Linked DNA regions of Rattus norvegicus: region 2 is linked to region 1. The links are chromatin contacts, called in public Hi-C maps. All regions are on one chromosome and are shown on one strand. The core of a region is the stretch at or near the end of the contact, and the rest is flanking DNA. Distances in the headings are between cores, read along the strand shown. Region 1 overlaps LOC134480294 (a long non-coding RNA gene). Region 2 has its middle 280 kb from the start of Tns1.

Evidence for each region. Hi-C and Micro-C count contacts between places; a contact is called where the count stands out from the background.
Region 2: a Hi-C map of Schwann cells shows a contact between it and region 1, with 8 times the contacts expected there. The contact joins two enhancer-like sites. A contact is called at or near these places in 4 of 12 Hi-C or Micro-C datasets (the A7r5 cell line, Schwann cells, mammary epithelial cells and 1 more).

What each region holds. Positions count from the first base shown.
Region 1 is chr9:82,331,887-82,336,031 of GRCr8, forward strand. The region is part of intron 2 of LOC134480294 (a long non-coding RNA gene); the gene reads left to right. Among named protein-coding and RNA genes, the nearest start is that of Pincl, 110 kb to the right of the region's middle. Within about 2 kb of position 2,230, at least 15 of the 93 cell types and tissues checked have an H3K27ac peak or open chromatin away from gene starts, as enhancers often do. A contact at or near this core is called in Schwann cells, where this site is marked.
Region 2 is chr9:82,867,458-82,871,602 of GRCr8, forward strand. No RefSeq gene overlaps it. Among named protein-coding and RNA genes, the nearest start is that of Tns1, 280 kb to the right of the region's middle. Within about 2 kb of position 2,209, at least 5 of the 93 cell types and tissues checked have an H3K27ac peak or open chromatin away from gene starts, as enhancers often do. A contact at or near this core is called in Schwann cells, where this site is marked.

The DNA of each region.
Region 1 (4,145 bases), core at 980-3,479:
TTTGCAGATTGTTAGAGAGATGACGGCTCAGCATGTGTCAAGGTTACAGTCCTGAATTTTACAGTGATTTGTTAAGGTTTATGTCTAATATATATGTCTAATATAGACCTCTTAAAAGGCAAAAATAACTCACTCCATTGACCATGTATGTGTAGCACAGAACTCTTCGTGAAAATGGTGCTTTCTGATGCTCCCCCCCCCCGCCTTTTCTGTGCAAGTTTTTCTTTGTTTCCAAAGAGAAAAGAAGACAGGAGTAGTGGGGAGAAGTTAGTTTCACAAACATCATGGGGGTGTTCATCTTATTAGAGGGAGGACGCTGATCTGGTAACTTTTGATAGTCTTCATAAACCTTAACAACAGTTTTCTGGGTCTCTTGGATGTTTCCGTATGTTAAGAGCATTTCTCCATCCTGTGTGTGACTGTGTACATGGTTTACAGGCTGATATTTGCCATGGTGGATGAGGGTTCCTCCAAGAAGCTGCTAACAGCTCGGAGCTCGTCCAGTGAGAGGACATTTGAAAGCTGCTATCTCAGTGTGATTCTCACTCACATCTGTTTTTCATGCCTTTCCAAAATGGGGATTGCATTTGCTTCCCCGTTGCTGTAGGAAGGTGAAGGGCAAAATCTAAAATTAGGAATCCAAATGAACGGAGCATACACTTGTCCCTCAACGTTGTAGGTTGGCTTCTTATTCTTGATTTATTTTAGGAGAAAAATATTATTAGCCAATGGGTCAGGGGAGACAGCTTGAGGAAGCAACTGTAGAAGTCAATTGGAAGACAGGCAAATGAGGGCCAGGGTAGGAAAGTCATCCCAGTGTGTTTATTGCTAATAGATGATTCCAGACTTCCTCTCTTAATGGGGGGATGTGTGGAAATCTGCTTGTCCATTGAAAGGAGGGGACCCAGAATTCCTAAAGAGGGAAAAAAGCCAGAGGAGAGTGAAGCAGGTGTTTCCTGCTACCCAACCCTCAGAGGGACACTCAGCCCTGGGAGGGAGTTTTCCACACCCTGAAAATTGAGGAAGCCATACTATTCCATCAGCCTAATTTAGTGGTCAGACTCACAGTCGCCAACACAGCTTCTTCTCCTCTTTCTCCCCTGTCTCTAAGCCTCAGAGGTGTGAGAGACAAGCGAAACCTCCTCCATTCTCTGGGGTCCCTTTCCACACCTGGAATACATAGCAACTGTAGGTTCTTCTTATTGAATGGGTAAAAGGTAGCTTTTGGTTTTGAGAATTCTTTCTGTTTTGTCTATTTATCTTCCTGGATGCCCTGGTAAGAGCTTTTCAGTTTCCTTATATCCTGGGTCTCATCTGCTTTAAAAACAAACCACAAGGAAACAAATCCCTCCAATCAAAATAAAACAAAATAAAACTTGCCCATATCAATCAATCTTCATTTACTTTCTTCCTTTCTATATTGTTTCCTCCCTCCCTTCCTTCCTTCCTTTCTTTTTTTTTTGTACTTAATGTGAATATTCATACCCAAACCCAATATGTACTTTCCTCACTCAAAAGTATATTAAGAGGTAGGCCCAAATTTGGGGTACAATATTGCTGTGAACTTGCACAGTACACTCCCTAAAGTCATTTGGCTGAGCTCCTCTAAACCCAGTGAGCAAACTAAGAAACTCGTGACTTAGAAATATTTATGTTACATTGTGATGGTCGTCCATTGTATCTTTTTAAGTATCTGTGAGCCTGCCTACGCTTTCCCTCCTTTATTCTCTTTCTCTTCCCTCTGTCCACTGTGCATGTCTCTTTTTCCTTCCTAACAGTGAGTCATCCAGGGGGAAAAACTCATGTACGTGAGTGTGTTTCGTGTACCCTCCCAAATTTAAAAACAAAAAAAATTTAGTAGTTCCCTCACAAATTTTTTTTAAACTAGGGGAGCTGGGTCATTGGGCGATGTAGAGAAGACAGCATATATCACCCAGATGTTGGTCTACAGTGGCCCAAACATCAGGCTTTGGGGAGACAATTGGAAGACACAATGCTTCTTTCAGGGCAGACAGCTGCTCACGGCCCCATGGCCCCTCTCCCTGTGTGTGTGTGTGTCTATCCCTTTCAAGCCTTTTTGTGGTCAAGTCATAAAGGCCTGTTTAGTGGGTGGGATGACGTCACACTGACCACAAAAGCTTATATTTCCTGCTACTAAATACACAGCCCCTGCTGACGAAGTGGTCATTACAGAGCGAGCTTGTTCTGTCTAGGTCACTCCGAGTGGGGATAAAGGCACTGGGGGCAGGGGGCCTGTTGAGAAAGCAGAGCCATTATTCCCAAGTGTGTCTGCTGGCCTGCTGATTCTCATCTTGTTGGAACTAAAAGATGAAAATAGAAGTCCCTTTGTGCTTCCTGGGGCTCTTTCTCAGGAAGGATGCAGGAGCATACTGGGCGGCCACATGGCAGAGAGAAAGGACCAGATGAAATCCAGGTCGTTGATTCTGATCTCTCATTTCTATGCAGAGCGATTCTACCTCTCTGCCTCTGAGCACAGCAGTCTCCATTTTACAAAAGAGAAAAGGATTTTATGCAGGGATCGAATGAGATCATGTGACTGAAAGTGAGATATTTTATTACTCGGATGCAAACCTCATTTCTTCATGGTCCTTATTATTATATAATAATATATAATATATATTAAAATACATGTGGGACATATAGTGACTGTGGTCTTTCCTTTTTGAATGTGTAAAACATACCTTTGGGTTTTGAGAATTCTTTTTGTTTTTGTCTATTTTCCAGGAGTAAGTAGTAAAGAGCATTCTCTTTGTTTTTGACAGTTCAATACATATCTATATAACAAATGATGTTTGTGTTCACTGTATCACCCTCTTCTATGCCTCTTCTCTCCTTTAGCTCTGGGCCCTTTCTTTTTCCTACCTTCTGTCCTAGTGTCTACACTATTAAAGAAAATAGCATCCCACCTTCCGAGGATCATGGATAGTTATTAGCCCCTCAGGAAGTGATGAGAGCTTTCTGAGGAGGGGGACAGACACATCCTTTATCAATGGTGGGAGTTAAAGGTCCAATCTTATGTGGCTTTCTTGTGACAATGTCAAATCTTGGTGACAGTGTTACAAATTAAATGAGGAAACTTTCCAAGTTGCAGCTAAGAAGCCAAGACCTCAGAGCAACAGAGCAGGAAGAGAATGGACCAATGAGACATCATGGAAGCAGTGGTCTGGGGTTGGGTCTAGAAGTGTGTAAGATTTCAGCAGAGAGCAGTAGATTAAAGGTGACAAGGTAAGGAGCCACACCCATGAGCCCCTACATGTCGCCTGGCATTACAGCAGCATGTGGCATGCTCAGTGTCAGTTTCTGGCATCTGAACTGCACATGAAACGAAATCACACAGCTACAACTTTTAAATATTTCCCACAATCAGACTAATTTCAACATTGTCAGAAGCAGAAAACCACTGTTTAGCCAAGATCCTACGGAATTTTTCCTAGCCTCAGCTCTGAGCTTAGACAAAGAAGGGCTCAAATTCCCATGCTTTCCTTTCTTTAAGCCTTCCCTCTGCCCCATCTTGAAGGACTATTATGCACAGGACCATAAACCCCAAAAGGACTTTGATACCAGTCTCTGCGGTGATTAGAGAAGGGATCTGTTGCTGTTCTCCATGTAACAGGTGAGAGGGACCATTATCTGCCTAGCCTAGCTGCTTCCAGGTTTTTGTGGACCAAGGTTATTTAGGTTGGTTCTCTAAGAAAACGAAAACTTGAAAACCTGTATTCCCTTTACCCATGGTAGATAATAGATGTATCTACCATGCATCTATCGGGGATATGTTTCCTGGCAAGTCCCCTGGCTAATTTAGGGGCCTCTCTTAGGCCCCTAAAGTTATGTCTGATACCATATATACCCCTGTTCTGAAGCCATGGCACCTGCTGTGTCTCAGCAGCTCCCCCATAAACTGCCAGCTCCTGGCACAGACATTAGCTCTGTTACCCGTGTTTCCCCTGGAACACATTAGATGAGCTGCTGGCAGGGACTACAACTATTGTTCTCATTTCCTAATTTTAAAAAAGTGTGTGTTTGGCGACAGAGGGAAGGCAAGCCAGGCAGGCAGCTTCAGAGTCTTGCTGTAGGGGAGACGGTCCTGGGTACTCGCTTGAAGTGTTTCGGGGGCAGGGGTCCCA
Region 2 (4,145 bases), core at 959-3,458, 540 kb after region 1:
TGGATGGACGAGCAGCAGAGGGACATGCTGCTCCTGCTTTCTGGGAAAGTCTAGAGAGCAAAAGTTCCACCTCAGCTTCTTACACATTCCTAATCTTAAGAAGGCAGGGTCTTCTTTCTGAACAGAGGATAGGAAGTATCCATCCCAGAGAGAGAGATTCATGCTGGAACAGTGAGGTGGGTGTGCACAACCCCTGTTCTACTGAGCGGTGTGGTCTTAGACTCAGTTTTTCCAGCCCTCAGTTTTTCCATCTGTAAGATAGGAATTTTTATCATTTCACCTGGTTGTAGGTACCTCCTGTCTAGTGTATACATAGTGCTCAGAAAAGGAAGGAAGGAAGGAAGGAAGGGAGGGAGAGAGGAAGGAAGGAAAGAAGGAAAGGGGGAGGGAGGGAGAGGGGAGGGAGGGGGAGGAAGGGAGGGAAGAAAAAGGTGACTACAGATGTTCTAGGCCACCCTGGTCTTCAAGCTCTCTTTACCTTGCCTCTCTCCTCTCCTGTGATCCCTGGGTATGCCTCTCCCATGGCCTCTGCTTTAAAAAGACGTGACATTCCTGCATCTCTGTGGAAGACAGACTCCTCCCGTCTTTAAAAGAACAGGGCACGCACGAGCTGTGCCCCCAGCATTTAGCAGATGGCAGGCAGAGTTTGGAGCCCTGTGGAGCTCACACGTGGAGCATCCGGGTGCTGCTCCCCCAGGGTGCTGCTCCCCCACTGCTTATCACATGAGAAGTGTGGTTCGATCGAGCTGCCCTGAGCTTAGATGGGGATAAAGTTGTACCTAATCGTCAGAGATGAGCAATGGCGAGGCAGACAGTAGCTTATATTCCTAGTTACAATCCTAGAGTGAGTACCCTTCACCCGTCCAGTCTTTATTCTTCAATCAGCTAACCTGCAATCGGAAGGAAACAGAGTCCCAACGTAGAAATAGGAAAGGTGACCATTCCAAGCCTTTTCAGGCCATAAGACCCCAACGCTCTCACTTTTCCAATGGAGAAAGTGCTTTCTGGAGAGAAGAGACTTGCCGGGGTTGTATGGGTAGTCCGGGAATCCCACAGGGATCCAGTAGAGTCCTCCCATCAACCCCCGGGGGGCGAAAGTCAGACATAGGGGGTGCGGGGGGGGGGGGTAGAGGAAGGGAGCATCTCACGTTCCTTAATAGGCTGGAGCAGTCCACCCACTCTCAAAACTGGCTCAAGAAGCAGCTAAGAATGGATCTTGAAAACCATTTACGCTCGCCCACCGTGCCTGCCCTCCCATGGACCTTATCCCTGAGGCTCTGAGTCACCTGCTGGGCCCAAGGAACGGAGGTGAGAGTTCAGATGGTCTCTGAATAAGCGCGCGGGGGGGGGGGGGCGGCATTCTGTCAGAAAAGGGGCTCAGAGTGCCAGTCTAATCCATGCCATTCTGACAGACAAGGTTGTGTGTAAGCAGCTTCGGTTTTAAAAGATTAGGAGGCAAGTACTGGAGTGGAAAGAAACCTTACTGAGTCAGTTCCACCGACAGTACCACACTGCCCTCTGCTGGTCAGATGAGAGAAGGCATAGAGGCTGGATGAATCACACTGAGACCCTGTGTGGATCACAGGATTTCTTACCTCCTTTTCTAAGGTGAAACAGAGATACGGGGAGTTATGGAGGGCTGCTTCCATCCTCAGAAACCCATGCTGTCTTCAAGCAACACAGACTTCCCTCAGTGCCTGGCACCAAGGACATCCCCTCCTGACTCTATGTCTTTGCAATGTGCCAGCCTTTGAACCTCTAGTTTCCTATTCCAAAGCCAGTGCTTAGAACCCAGAGCACTCAATATCCTGCATGACTTACTCTGCCTTCTTTGCACTAGAATAAGATGTCATATCTAAACTTGGGGACATTTTCCTTTCCAGTCGCTGAGGACAGCCCCCAGGCTAAGGAAGACACATCCTGCTTGAGCTAAGGGACAAGAAAGGGTCCTCATCTCTGGGATGAACCCAAGGCCCTCGAACTTCCAGAAGCATTGAGCATCAGCTCCATAGCAACCTAGGAAAGAGATAGCAAAGGCCAGAACCCATCCCTGCAGCTTGAGTGTTTTCACCCTGTCCCCATGGTAACAAACCTTCCCCCATGCTCCCATGTCCTGCCCTTTGCACACTGGGTAGTTCAGAGCAGCACACCCTGCAGCTGGCTGACCAGCTTCCAGGCATGGGCTCAACTTGGGCCATAGTTTCCCGAACCCCTGTGCAGACTCAGGAGCCACTGCAGCTGACAGGACTACGTGACAAGAGTGATTCACACACCGCCACCCTGACCATCTTTCTCTCTCTCTTCCTCTCTCTCAGCCATCACAAAAGTCTCAACACAGAGCAGCATTGTCCCCAGGGTCAGGAGGGGCTGGAAACCAAAGGGAACTGAGAAGACAAGCCTGGAAAGGGATGGTTTGCCAGACGACGCATGCGCCTCCTCGTGCCGGCCAAGCCCACTTCCTGCCTGTCTCCAGCTTCATAGCTCAAGTTTATATCTCCATCCCAGAAAACCCACTTGGGCTTGGCTTGTTGGCATCTCCCACTTTCTACTCTCTGCCTCGCCCTGCGTTGCTCTGAAAATTGTGCACAGGCTATTTCCTTTTTCTTCTCCAGCGCATTCTTCTTTAAAGCCTGTAAGATAAAAACAACGTCCTGAAAATGCTGCCTTTAAGGGTGCCCGTCCTCTCTCTTCTGTTCCCTACACCTAACCAAATCTGCTGTGATTGGTCGGTGTGAGCAAGGCCCTCTGCAGCAGGGAGCGATGGTAGATGAAGGAGAATCTGGGGGAGTCTTGATGGGGTATGACAAAGGCAGGGTGATGGTACAGTGACGAATTGGGGACATTACTCCAGTTCTCTCCATAGTCCGTGACTATGACGATTGTCAACCATAGATTGTTGAGAATAAATCTCTAGTTAAATAAACACCGGGGACCAGAAAAGGCCTTAGGAGGCCAAGCATTTCATTCACTGAGAAGCGGATCCTCAGCCAGAGCAGACCAGAGGTTGGCAAATCCGTCTGCACCTGTGCGAAACAGCTCAACTCCTTAGAAAGCTCTTTGGACATCAGCTCAAAAATCTACCCCCAGCACCAAACTGTAAAGGGGGCCAGCCTTCTCCACTCTTCTTGGTATCCGTGCCCTTTATGTGCAGTCTAGACATTTGGAGCTTATGTTACAACTTACTCAGGTTAAATGTGATGCCATGCCATTAACGCGCCTGAGCTCGGAGGGGCTTCTCATTCTCCCCAGATCAAACCCCATCTCCTCTTAAGAAGATGGATAAACAAGGAAAACTGGTTCCTCTTAGCTTCTGCCACCTGTGAGCAAATAAGTGCAGACCACCTGGTGACTGATTGCTGAGAGCTAGGGAACAAACCCCAGCCCAGGGCTGTAGACCCACCCAGCTGAGCCCCATCCAAATTACCAGCTCTCAGAATCACAGACTAAATCCATGACTATTGCTTTTGTCAGTAAATTAATGGGTGTTTACCTACCTACGAAAAAGGAGGAAAGGGATACATCCCATCTAAGCCCCCTACGGCTGTGCTAGATACAGAAGAGTCTTGTCCCTCCTGTGTGAGGAGGGCCCTTTAAATAGGAAAGTAAGTCTCTTTGCCTCTAAGTCTCAGCATGGCTCCTGGGGGGGGGGTCATCCAAGCTAGCTCCCTCCTCGAAGGAAAAGTCATGCACCCAGGTGGCCTTTACCCTTTCCACTACTTAGTGCCTGCCCAGTAGCAACATCAGAAGAATTCCTCCGGTGTCAGCATCCTCCAGTGACACCCTGTCCACCTCGAGGGGCACTCTGACTATCCCAGAACTCCAAGAGTCCAATCTCTCAGCACATGTAATTGGAAATTAAGAGACGTGGAAAAACTGAGTTGAGGAGGGCACCAAACTCACCATAAAAACATTGAAATCGATTAATCCTCAAAGCCACCTTCTGACCCAAATCTAAACTGCCCAGAAAATCTCCCAAACAAATGTGGTTAAGCAGGCTTCCCATAGAGGCTTGCCCCATGGCCAGAACAAGGGAGGAGCCAGGGGCTGGCTTCCAGCATCCACTCCACATGGAGTCAACATGGCACACTGGACTTGGGCTTGGGGTCTGAAGAGGAAGGTCATCGGCCCCACCACAGGAGCCAGTG